Linked DNA regions of Mus musculus: region 2 is linked to region 1. The links are chromatin contacts, called in public Micro-C maps. All regions are on one chromosome and are shown on one strand. The core of a region is the stretch at or near the end of the contact, and the rest is flanking DNA. Distances in the headings are between cores, read along the strand shown.

Evidence for each region. A called contact is a pair of places that touch in the nucleus more often than the background predicts.
Region 2: a Micro-C map of embryonic stem cells shows a contact between it and region 1, with 5 times the contacts expected there. The contact joins the promoter of D5Ertd579e here to the promoter of Mrfap1 in region 1. A contact is called at or near these places in 13 of 484 Hi-C or Micro-C datasets (the C2C12 cell line, CD4 T cells, CD8 T cells and 8 more), 2 of 115 datasets of contacts at active chromatin or transcription factors (memory CD8 T cells and trophoblast stem cells) and 3 of 9 other capture datasets (adipose tissue, liver and pancreatic islet).

The regions. Positions count from the first base shown.
Region 1 is chr5:36,794,656-36,801,067 of GRCm38.p6, reverse strand. It overlaps Mrfap1 (Morf4 family associated protein 1), which reads left to right and starts at 4,314. Exons shown (of 2, transcript NM_026242.3): 1 at 4,314-4,865; 2 at 5,124-6,201. The coding sequence starts at 4,475. The coding sequence ends at 4,852.
Region 2 is chr5:36,691,732-36,698,282 of GRCm38.p6, reverse strand. It overlaps D5Ertd579e (DNA segment, Chr 5, ERATO Doi 579, expressed), which reads left to right and starts at 2,262. Exons shown (of 9, transcript NM_001081232.3): 1 at 2,262-2,428. Gm32725 (a long non-coding RNA gene) reads left to right here. Exons shown (of 3, transcript XR_868354.3): 3 at 1-49.

The sequences.
Region 1 (6,412 bases), core at 3,065-5,564:
AGAGAAACCCTGTCTCGAAAAACCAAAACCAAAAATAAATAAATAAATAAAAGGTAGAGAACAGGGCTAGGAAAACGGCTTAGTAGGTTAACACTTGTCCAACAAGCTTACAAATCTGAGTTTGGCCAGGTAGTGGTGGCGCACGCCTTTAATCCATCACTGAAGAGACAGAGGCAGGCGGATTTCTCAGTTCAGAGCAAGTTCCAGGACAGACAGGGCTACACAGAGAAACCTGTCTTTAAAAAGAAAAGAAAAGACCTGTGTTCAAATCTCTAACATCATGTAAAGCCAGCACAGGTAAAGAGCAATAGCAACAAAAGACAGCCCCACGCATGCACACACATGAGCATGCATGCACGGCTGTTGGGTTACAGAGGGAAATGTGATGGCTCAGCAGGTAAGGCACTTGCTGCCAAGCCTAAAACCTGAGTTTGATCCCTCAGACTCACATGTGGAAGGAAAGAACCAACTGACTCCTGCAAATGACCCACTACCTCCCGTGAATCCAAAAAGAGCAAGGACACCTCCTCCCTACCCCAGTCTGTACAAAACAAACATTAAAAAACCAAATAGCCAGAAGAAGACAGAACAGAAACTATAGAAAACAAAGCGATGGCCAAATTCCACGTGGTGAACACTGCACACGTATGTTTTATTCCCTGTCCACCAAGCACCAAGAGTCATTTGGTCCTGACCCATTTGTGTGTGTGTGTGTGTGTGTGACCATTTGTGTTAGAGTGGAGAGCAGAGGTCTACATAGGTGTCTTCCTCTATTGCTCTCCACCTTATTCTGTTTTGGGACAAGGTTTCTCCCCTGAATCTGGAGTCCACAATTCAGCTAGACTGGCTGGCCAGCAAGCTTGGGATCCACCCGTCTACATGCACATATGAACACATGTGCGTGTGCACGCGCACACACACACACACACAATCTGCTAGGGTTACAGACATAAGCCACTACCCCCTCTTCACCAAATGGATAGTGAGGGTTTGCATTCGGGTCTTTGAGTTTGCACAGCAAGTACGTTATCTCCCAGCGTGGTCCCCAGCCTGTCCCATCCCCTAGTCCCCTTTCACACCATTTTTTTTTTCAGTGTTTTCAGGTTCCTAAGGAAGATGAGCAGAAAGTGCAGAGCTCCCACACATCCCCAGCTTCTCCTACCAACAGCCCGACCCCCCAGCGCACTGTTACCATCAGTGAGCCTACAGCACGCAGCACCTCTGTTCTGTTAGGGTTCACACTTGGCAACTGTGGATTCAGACAGTTGCTAGCATGCAGGCAACATGACTGTCTCTGAGCAGCTTCACTGCCCTAAAAAGCCTCCATTCTCTCTCTGTTTGTCCCTCCATCCTGAGCCAACTCTCCACCTTTCTGTGTCCCCATTCTGCCCTTTCTGGAAGGTTGAGTAGTTAGAACCATGTGATTGATATACAAGGGGTTTCCTCCATCCAGCAACAGTTAAGACCCAGTGAGTCTATTCATTTTTGGTTGCTTATTCTTGTTAGTGCTAAATAATATTCCATCGTCCATTGACTTACAGAAGGCTGTTTGCTTTGGACTTTGGGCAGTAACAAATAAAGGAGCATAAACGTTATGTGCCTGGCTGTGGCAATGAAAATATCTTACATTCTAAGAGACGGGAACTTTTGCTGAACAGCCAAAGTTAATAATATACCTTGAGGTTGAAGAATAGAAAATTACTGGCCTCTTGTGAAAACATGAATTTTTTACCTCGGAGCCCACCCCCTCCCATCTAGAGATTGTTCCCAGAACACTCCTAAACTTTTCACCCCAAAACTCCTCACCCTAAAGTTCGACCAAGAACATTTTTGAGATAAAGGCCTCCTGAAACAACCTCAAAATGAACCGGGTACATTGCCAAATGATAGGACATGACTCCTTAGTTACGTAGATTCCTTGATAGGACATGACTCCTTAGTTACGTAGATTCCTTTGGCAGAACTCCCTAGTGATGTAAACTTGTACTTTCCCTGCCCAGTTCTCCCCCTTTGAGTTTTACTATATAAGCCTGTGAAAAATTCTGGCTGACCGTCGAGACTCCTCTACCCTGTGCAAAGGTGTATGAGTTTCGACCCCAGAGCTCTGTGTGCTTTCATGTTGCTGCTTTATTTCGACCCCAGAGCTCTGGTCTGTGTGCTTTCATGTCGCTGCTTTATTAAATCTTGCCTTCTACATTTTATGTATGGTCTCAGTGTCTTCTTGGGTACGCGGCTGTCCCGGGACTTGAGTGTCTGAGTGAGGGTCTTCCCTCGAGGGTCTTTCATTTGGTACATGGGCCGGGAATTCGAGAATCTTTCAAGGTCACTTAAGACTGCTGGCCTACTGTGTACTCAAACTGTTGGTATAACTCCCCTTTAAGGGAACAATGTAACAACCAGCCTTACTTGCCTTGAATTTCCCATGTAATCCACTTTTACAACCTAAGCTAATACTTAGCTATTACATTATGTACTCTTCCATGCCGCTGACCCAGACAAAACAGCAAATACAAAAATTGGAAGCAACTTCCTAAAATCTACTATAAAGTTTGAAAGCAACCGATGATTATCTGTTGAAAAATAATGATAAGTTTGTGATCTGGGTCAGTCGGGATTAGTTGGCATCAGTGACTTAATCCTTTGTTAAAGATTTCTACAAAGTGCCCCATTCCTTCCCCATTCGATGCTGATGCTTTCAAAGTCACTCAGTAAAGATGAAGCAAAGCCCTTTGTTAAGGACAGACACACCCCTCACAGAAGGACAGACAGAGTCAGAGATAAACAGATTCCCAAGAGAGCCTTTAGGCAGGCACAGATTCAGAGTCACACAACAGACAGACAGAGGACAGACAACACAGGGAGCCTGAAACACACAGTTCGGATCTGGACTCACTCTTAGTTAAACAACTCCAAGAAGAATTGCTTCTGTTTCTTTCCTTAATGTGACACTGATACATTATTGGTAACTCAGAGGGAATCACTAATGGGTACAATCCATGTGCAGGGTTTTGGGTGGATTCATGGGTTCAACTAATTTGCTGGGTTGTACAGTAGAAGCTGTCTTAGCCATAGAGATCACATTCCCACCAATTAAGACGGGAGGGAGGGGCAGAGTGAGAGGGTGAGGGAGGGGAAGGGAGAGTAGTAGCGAGAGGGAGAGAAAGAAGAGAATTTCCTGGGATCAATGTATACCAGCCTTTCCCCATGTCAGGGTTCTGCAGTCTAAGTATCCTGATGCAGTGTGCAACAGTATCCCATTGTCCTCTGAACCATTTGCTTATTCATGTTCTTACCCTGGATTATTTTTAAACAAAAGCCACTGAGTGTAGAGTCCAATTAAAGATATGCACTTTATATATGCCTATGGTTGGTTTTTGCAAAATGGTTTCACGACTTGTGGTTAGAAAACCAGTGAGATACATAGTTTAGATTCCTGAGAAAGTACTGTCTGATCGTAGACTAAGAATTCGGCATCTCCCCTTAAAGTTCAGTGTTGGTTGAGTAACAGTTACGCAAATGTAGTCGTCTGAGCCAACTTCTGTCCTTTCCACAGCAAGTGATCACCAACTGAATGTGACCTGGGGCCTCAGAAAGCATCAGACAATAGTTTCACCTTAGGAAGCCAGGAGCTCTGTCAGGTAAAAACACACCCAGCCACTCCGTCAATCAAGATATGATAATTCACTTAAACTAACCAAAGGGGCGGAGCTATGAGCAGGATGACTGTCCACACATGGCTTTCCAAGATTCCTCTTTCCCCAGTTTCGAAAAACTGTTTTTGTTGTTGTTGTTGTTGTTTGTTTGGTGGTTTTGATTTGTTTTGAAACAGGGTCTATGTACTGAACTCACTATGTACACCAGGATGACCTCAAACTCAAGGATCGGTCTGCCTGCCGCCTCTACCTCCCAGGTGCTGGAATTAAAGGCGGGCTCTTTTTCTTTTTTAAAAGTAAACTTGTCGGGTGCGGTGGCTCACACCTGCGACACGGGAAGCTACGGCAAGAGGACTGCCTAGAGTTCAAGATCAGTTTAAGCCAAATAATTGAGTTCCAGGCCAGCCTTGGCTACAGCGTGAGGTCCTGTTTCAAAAAGTAAATAAATAAAATCGGAATAAGATACAGGAAGGGACGAACTTCGCATCACCCAGAGCAGCTGCAAAAGCTGCGAAAGGGAGGCCGACCTAATGTCAGCGCGCGGCCGCAGAGGCGCTCGCCCCGCCCCTTCGTGGACGCGAGCGCGCCCGCCCCTTTCAGCGCGGCCGTAAAGAGGGGGCGCGGAGGTGTCGTGAAAGGGGTCGCAAAGCGCCGAGCGCTGGTTGACGGTTGAGACTCCATTTTGTTCGTCGCTCGCCCGCTCGGCAGTCACTCGTCTCCGTGGCTTCTCCGAGGCGGAAAGTTGGACCGGCGGCGGAAGTTTTGAGGACTCGGCCCGAGCTCCGTCCGTGAGGGTCGTGCAGACGAGCAGAGCAGCGGCGATGCGGCCCCTGGACGCGGTGGAGCTGGCGGAGCCCGAGGAGGTGGAGGTGCTGGAGCCCGAGGAGGACTTCGAGCAGTTTCTGCTGCCCGTCATCCACGAGATGCGCGAGGACATCGCGTCGCTGACGCGCGAGCGCGGGCGCGCGCCGGCGCGCAACCGGGGCAAGCTGTGGGAGATGGACAATATGCTGATCCAGATCAAGACGCAGGTCGAGGCCTCCGAGGAGAGCGCCCTCAACCACCTGCAGGGTGCCGGCGGCGCCGAGCCCCGCGGCCCCCGGGCGGAGAAGGCCGACGAGAAGGCGCAGGAGATGGCGAAGATGGCCGAGATGCTGGTGCAGCTCGTGCGGCGGATAGAGAAGAGCGAGTCTTCGTGAGGAGCCGGCCGCGGTAAGGGCGGGAGCCTGGCGGGGCGTGGGCGACGGTGGGGGAGGAGGCTGGCTTGTCGCCTCGGGAGTAAACTAGGCCCCCCCTGGGGAAGGAGTAATAGCAAATCGTCGGCGGGGAGACCGTGGAAGTTTCCAGATGGTGCTGGAGAGCATGGGGCCCTAAGTGAGACAGCGTCCAGAAGGGGGCCGGGTATTTGCTTTGCTGTCCGGACAGCGTGATTAACCTCTCGGTGATGAATCTCTCCCGCCCGTGCCTTAGGTTTCCAGCCAATGGATTCTGGTTGAGTGATGGCGATTGGCTGACATGACACCCTGGAGAAGCTGAAACCAGAGAGCCTTTTGTTTTCCTTTTTTTTTTTTTTTATCTCCTTCTTATTTTTTTTTCTTTTCCCCTCTGTCTTCCCTCTGTTTCTCACTGACACTACGTTTCTGCTATGGTCTGCGGTTGACGACCTCGATATGAGTTTTTGATTATTCGGTGGTTCCTTTTTTTTGTTTGTTTGGGGGAAATAACTTTGATTTGGAAAATGCGCTCACATACGGGAATTAGGGCCTAGATTGTAAGCCCTGTGGCAGTTGAATAACGTTCATTCCTGGCCTTTGGTTGTTGTTCCTAAATTTTGAGGTGCTTTGCTCTTTCTTGGGTGACCTGATAGCTCCCTGAACTTTGAATCTCTGTGACACTTGAGACTCAGAGTTGAAGCTCACCGCCTCTGAAAGTTCTGAAGGAGCTGTGTTAATTCTCGAAGACTCCATGCAGCAATGGCAGAAGAGACCAGACTTCATCCGGGACAGTGGATGGGCCTTACATGGCTAGGACTGATGACCTGGGAGAAGGGTCGGAGGATAGTATTGTTTCTATTGGGGGACTTTAATTTCTGTGTGAGACCAAAGGAGGAGAGATGTATTTTGTGCAAAATTTAAATTTTATGTGCTACACTATCTATTGTAACCTGCCTGGTGAGTTTGTTGGGACAGCCTAACTCATTTCTAAAAGAAATGGAACCTCGGATGGGAGAAGAGGTCTTGTTAGTCTGTACAAGTTGGTATCCCCATATATTCGAGGAGATCCTGGCCATAAAATGAAAGATCCTTGCAATACCCTGTGTGGCCTAGGAAGGAAAACCTGCAATGGACCCAAAACTTAAAAGAAGAGGCGTCTTAAAGGTTCATATGTAGTCGAACTATAAATGTATGAGTGGCAGACCTGATAAGCGTTTGAGGTCAAAACCCTTACCATGTTGAAAACAAAATCTTACATGTTAATAAAAGTATTCGTTTGCTTGAAAAGATCAGCCCGGAGAGTTACTAAGAAATATTAAGTGAAGTCTTCCTTCAGTGGCCTGTGTTTAGTTTAAATGAACATTCTCCAGTTTTGGGAGTCTGGGTAAGCAGAAGGGGATTTCGACTGCTGTAGGAAACGTGAGAATAGGAAAGTCTTGATTCCTAGTAGCAAGTCCACAGTCTTAGCCTCTGAGACCAGTCCTTTTACTTGCCTTTTACTTGACTCCTGTTCTTTACCAGTCTTGATGATACAACAGCAACAAT
Region 2 (6,551 bases), core at 1,013-3,512, 100 kb after region 1:
CTTCAAGGTTTAGTAATCAGTGGTTTATAAAAAAAAACCTGGCCTGTGATTGAGTAACAAAAGTAAAGTTTTTTGTTTTGGGGGGGCGGGGGGAGGTTGGGGAGACTGCCCAGTTAGTAAAAGCACCTGCATGAGTTTGGATCCCCAGTATCCACATTTAAAAAATAAGTGGGAGCAAGAGTGTATGCCTTTTTCTTTTTTTCTTTTCTTTTCTTTTTTTCTTATTAAGACAGGGTGTCACTATGTCACTATGACATCTATGTACATCACTATGTACACCTGGAACTCACTATGTAGACTAGGTTGGCCTTGAACTCACAGAGATCAGGAGGCCTGCCACTGCTTCTTGGGTGTTGGCACACTACCACACCTGGCCTAAGGAGTGCATGCCTTTAATTCTAGCACTGGGGAGGGAGCACAGGAAGCCCCCCCCCACCCCCCACCCCCCCCCCCCCCCCCCCGGCCCCGAGCTGGCTAGCAAGCCAGTCTAGCTGAACCTATGAGCTCCAGGTTCCGTGAGAGGCAATGTCTCACAAGGTTAAAAACCAAAACACACACACAAACACAAAAGACAGAGGGCTGATGAGAGATTCTCGGTGGGTAAAAGTTTGTTGCCCTGAGGACCTAAGTTTGATCCCTGGAATTCACACGGTAGAAGGAGAGAAACGGACTCTTGTGGGTTGTCCTCTGACCCCACACTGCGATCCATTAGTACACATCAATAAATAAGTCTAAAAAACATAAGATGGAGTGTGATTGATAACTGATGTTACCCTTTGACCTCCACAGGTGCCTGCCCACAATCACCCGAGGAACACATACACACAGATTATAGTCAACAGGATGGCTACAAAGTGGCTGTGTTATCTTTCCTTTCATATGTTTGCGATACTTTGTTACTCTTTTAAAACTGCCCTACTATCGATATGCCTTTACAGAAGGTACAGACTAGGAGACACTAATGTTATTATGGATGTATGTACCAAAAAATGTGTGCAAATTCTCCATATTTAGGGAAATGTTTCCCTGGTCTGTGCAAGCCTGGCTTCTGAGGTCCTGAAGATCCTGACACCATTTATGCCCACCTTCACTCTCAGATGACCCTGGATTTTCCACTCTCTCGCATGTTATATGAGTTTGCCTGGCTGCCCGCCCTGGAACAGGTAACCAAAAGATGTGTAGTAAATAAAACTGTGGCTTGTGACTCACCTCAAATGAACCCCGAGGCAACAAAAGGGGGAGCAAACTAAGGAAGGGTAAGACTTGGGTGAAGGAAAAGATCCCCGACAATAGAGCCAAAGGCCTGTGCTCAAATTCTGCCTCCATCCCGAGGCGTCACCCACTCCCCAGCCTGTTCCGGGTCTCTCCAGGAAGGCTTTACTTTGGGTTTCTCCGGGAGAGTGAAAAGATGTTTGTTGGAACAGTATGGATTCTATGAAAGGACAGTTCTTTTAGGTTCCTGACCTTGGCTTGCATACAAGAGTCCAGCCTACCTCAGCAGAAAAGTACTTCCAGTTCTCTGCTCCTCCCAGAAGCCTGAGCTGAGCTTGGGAACTCCGGGTCTCAGACTCTGAACCCAAGAACAGGGCCTGGTGCCTGGCGGTGCTCAATGAGTTTGATGAACTACATGCAGGTCACTCCCCTACGGGACCTGTTCTTGCCTTTGTATAGAAGGCACATCTCTGGCTTTTCTTCCTGGTACTTCTGACATCTACATCTGCTTTTCTGGAAGAGCCTAGGAGTCACATTTAGGGAAGGTGAGTAGGTGGGAAGAGGCTTTTGATTAAAAGGTTAGTGCACATTTTTGGCTCCCACTTCCGAATCTTCCAGAAGGTCTTTTATTTTTTGCCTACTTAATAATAACATAAAAAAGCCATGTCACTTTTTGTTTTTAATTGAAGTCTTTATGTTAAGCCGCCCACTCCAGCCATTCCAGGACATGGCGAAGAGGGGGCGCGGACAGGTGTAACGCGGGGGTTTGTGTTGGAAGGGCTCTGCAAAGCCGGGTCTCAGTGACCCAGCGGGAGGTCACCGACCCAGGAGCCCTCTCTCAGGGCCTGGTAAAGCTTCAAAGCCTCGGATCCTCAGGTCGGCCTCGTGGTGTCAGGATCTTCAGGACCCCAGAATCCAGTCCTGCGCGCCTGCTGCTCCCCCACCCACACAGCACGAGGGCGGAGCCCCGGCGCGCTGATGTAATCCCGGCGCCTGGGCGGAAGGATATGGAACGCGGCGTTGGCTGGCCGGGCGCTGAGGCTGTTGCCAGGTAACGCAGCGGAGCGGCTGCCGCGCGCCGCCTCCCGCCCTCCGCCGCCTGGCGCTGGGGCCGCCGCCGCTTTACGTAAGGCGCAGGCCAGGGCCGCCCGGCGCTCGGCAGCCGCCTGCAGCCCTCGGAGCGCAAGGAGAGGCGCCCACCCGGTAGCCTTGGCAGGTAGGCGGCGGCCGGGAGCGGGGCCGTGGCGGGTGGCGGGCCAGAGGGATGTCCGGCTCGAGGACCCCGCGGGCGGCGTGCGATGAGTGCGCACAATGGGCCGCGGCGGGCTGAGGCGGCCCGGCCTGAGGACAGCGGCCTCGCCTCGCCCCGCGCCCTCAGCTTTGTCCTTCGGCGGTCGGGGGCGGGCGCGGCGCGGTGAGTGGCGGGCACGCGGGCCTATGGCGCGGGGTCGAAGAAGGTGACGGCCGAGGGCAGAAGTGACAGGCCCCGGAGTCGCCGGCCTGCGCGCGCCACCGCCCGGACCCTCGCGGCCCGGCTTCCGGCCGGCGTCCCGGGAGCTCCCGGTGGACGCCGGGCCAGGGCTGAGCGCTTTGCGTAGAGGCCAGGACAGGGCGAGCAGTGGGGAGCAGACCCCGAACCTGGCAGCCCCTCCCTTCAGTGTTTGCCCTTCTGTAGACAAACCTTAAAGGTTTAACCAAGAAAAGTGAGATGGGGGATAAACGGGAGGGGGACATGCGACTCCGGAGTCATTTACTAAACGGGGTTCTTGGGTCTCATCACCTGCTTTGCCTTGTTGCCCAAGTAACTGACAATGCATTTTGCGTTTCTGGTTCTTGGCTTGCTAAGGAAACGGTAGGAGAGGCTTGCCGAGGAGCCGGGGACGTGCAGTTTGGATAACAGGTGATGCCATGGAAAAGCCTATGCAGTGAAAACCCCACGCAAGATTTCTGCCACCAGTATAGGACCCGTTGCATGACACTTTGTCGGTTTTAGAGACTTCAGATTTAAAAGAAGGGGAAAAATATCTGTCACTCTGCATTCTGAAGGTCAAATATTCGCCCGCAGATGTTTTGGGCTGAACCATTCTTAACTAGGTCTCAGGATCTTTATGACAAAAACCATTCTGGAACTGTGCATTTGAAATACCCATGGAGGCTTCTTGCAGTTGATACTTATTATTGTAGATTTAGTTGCTATTCTTGCCAACTGATGTACTTTTAAAACGTGTTCTTTCACAAGTTCATTTATATATCTCTATAATGTCCCTTTATCATATTTCCCCACTATCTTCTCTTAGACAAACATTGAATTATAATTATATATTAATGTGTGTGTTTGGGTGCATGTATATTTAACGCGTGGAGGCCAGTGATCAATATCAGATGTTTTTTATAATTGTTTTAAAAATATTTATTTGATGTGTATTGGTATTTTACCTGCATGTATATCTGTGTAAGGGTGTCAGATCCCCTGGAACTGGAGTTACATACAGTTGTGAGCCACTGTGCAGTTGCTAGGAATTGAACCCCGGTCCTGTGGAAGACCGGCCCGTGCTCTTGATCACGGAGCCATCTCTCCAGCCCTCAGGTGTTACTTTTGAGATAGGGTCTCACTAGGTAGATTAGGCTGGCCAAGTACTTTAGAGCTATGTCTGCCTCTGACTTTGAAATGCTGGGATTTGAGTCATGGTCTCTCACTGAACCTGGAACTCACTAGTTCAGCAAGGGTGACTGGCCAGCAAGCCTCAGGGGTCCTCCCATGTCAGCCTCCCCATCGCTGGGACGCCACAAATGTTTAATCATTTAAAAAGTAGTTAGGGCTGGAAATGTAGCCCAGATGAAGTCCGCTATTAAATTCTCAGAATGTAAAACAAAATAGGCCTTCAAATTGACTGTAACAGGTTTTATATGAGCCTATTTTCATTAAGAAAGTAGGAGAGTTTTACTCTTATTTAGTGTCATAGAGATACATGTATTGTTCTTTGAACATAAGGGTAAATATTTTTAACATGGCAACATTTAACAAGGCAAATTAAGAATTTTAAAGAATGATTGATTTGATATACAAATTATGAACATTTAAAAAAGAAACTTAATGGTGTTTTGCTTGCTCCCATTTGTTGTGTAGCTCCATCTGTGCCTGATTTTATCCCAGGGCTCTTTAAAAGTGTTGGACTTGCTCTTCTTCTTTTGTGTGGAAATGCACCAAGCCTGAGCTTTGCCCCTGTTTTTTTGCATCATTTGACTTGGAGCAGCTAATGGCCTCTGAGCTAGTTTTGTCATCTGTGAAATGGGAAGAATGCTGAGACCTGCCTTGCAGGATAGAGAGGCAGAGGGGGCGATGTGAAGTAATGTCATCCTCACTCAAGCTCTTAAAATGCCGCTTAGTGCTGATATGTCTGAGTCCTCAGATTCCCCTGCAGGCTGGAAGCAGTCAGTTGTCTTCAGGCCACTGTTGCTTTCTCTCTACTTTGCCTGGTTTCCAGGATTCTCTTTCCCAGACACATGGCAGCCTCTGGTCCTGCAAGCGTCTAAGCACCTGGGATTTGGAGCTTAGAGTACAGTTATAAACGCAGTGTGGGAGGTCCCTGGCAGTGCAGTGCAGTCACCCTGTCCTGGCCATCTCCTTTCCACATTACCTTGTAAGACTACCGTTGCTCTGATCACACCAAGCAGTTTCAGATGTTCTTGATTTATACTCTTTCTTCTGATTTGAGGGTCCCCCACTTCTGCTTTCTCTAGTTTCAAAAGATTCTTATAAGATACTGTATCCTCTCTGGAGCCTTTGGAAATCCCTCAGAATGAATTCCTTCTTGCTGTAGGCCCTGTGGATGGACGGCATGCTTTTTCTTAAAATGTTTCTTTTGTGGAAATTAAATATAAAATATTGCTTTCAAGAAGACTTATTAACTCGTTAGTACTGGATTGGAAAGACTGGAGTTACATTCCAGCCCCCCTCTTGCTTCCTGGGTCACTGTGGGCAAGCTTGTTATATCTCGTGACCTTCAGTCTCTGTGAAACGAGAAGTCTCATCTTCTGTATGTCTTTTGCTTTGTAGTGAGCTGGCATCTAGGGGTTGAACTCAGGTTTCCAGGCTGGCTTGGCAAATGCCTTTATCTACCAAGCCATCTTACTGGCCCTGAGAGCGGTTTTGATTACCGGATTTTTTTTTTAAAGAAAGATTTATTTTTATTTATATGCATGTATATGCATATTTTTCCCTTAGAGACCAGAAGGTGGTGTTGGATTTCTTTGGAGCCATAGTTCCGGGCAGTTGTGATCTGCCTGACTTGGGAGCTGGGATCTGAACTCTAGTCCTCCTGAAGAGCAGTGAGTATAATTACTTAACTGCTGAGCCCAGGCATCAGATTTTTCCCAGCTCTGTATTCATGCTTTTGTTGTTCCTGCTCCCCTCTTTTTTTCTTTTTCTTATAGTGTTCAGGATTAAACCCTGGGGCATCATGTATTCTAGACAAGCACTCTACCAACCCACTTACATCCCCTGCCCCTCTATGCACTTTTTAATCTACCTTCCTTGAATGCTTTCTTGCCTGGTTCCCCTGCTCTACCCTCTGAAGCTATTGCTGGCCTCTAGGAAAGAATGTACACTCTTCCCTTCACTAAGAGGCAGTATAGAAAGGGTTAAGAATGTACCCTAAAAGCACTGCCGCCTGTGTTTATTCTTTTAGTTATGTCTGAAACTATATGCCTTCTTGTACTTCACATGCCAGGCAGCTCCCAGAACACCCTCTGGGAGGAAAGTTCTGTTCTGGCTTCCGGTTCTGAGAACTCAGTCCATCACGACAGAGGATAGATATGGTAGCTTAGAGAACTCAACCTAACGGAAGCCAGGAAACAGAGAAAGACAGACAAAGGGCAGAGACAGACACACAAAGAACCTGCCTCCAGCCACCTACTTCTTTCTACTAAGTTTCACCTTCTGATGTTTTTAGCACCTTCAAAAATAGTGCCCTCAGCTGGTGACCAAATGTTCAAATAAGCCCAAGGGGCACATTTCAGATTTACAGCTTTCCACCCTGGGCCCCAAAATGTATTTGTATATTTACTCTATCTCAAGAGTCCCCAATGTATTATATTTCAACATTGCTCAAAAGTCCAAAGTCTCTTCTAAGACTTGAGGCAATATCTCAGCTATATGAGTTCCTGTAAAAAAAAAAAAAAAAGTTACACACACAAGGGCACAGAGTAAACATTTCCATTCTAAAATGTAGAACGGAATAGCCAGTAAGGATTGCATGGACCCATCAAGGCAAACTTTAAAGCTTGCTGCTCCTTGTCTGTCTTCTGAGGTATGTTGTAGGCTCCAGAGGGCTTGGGCA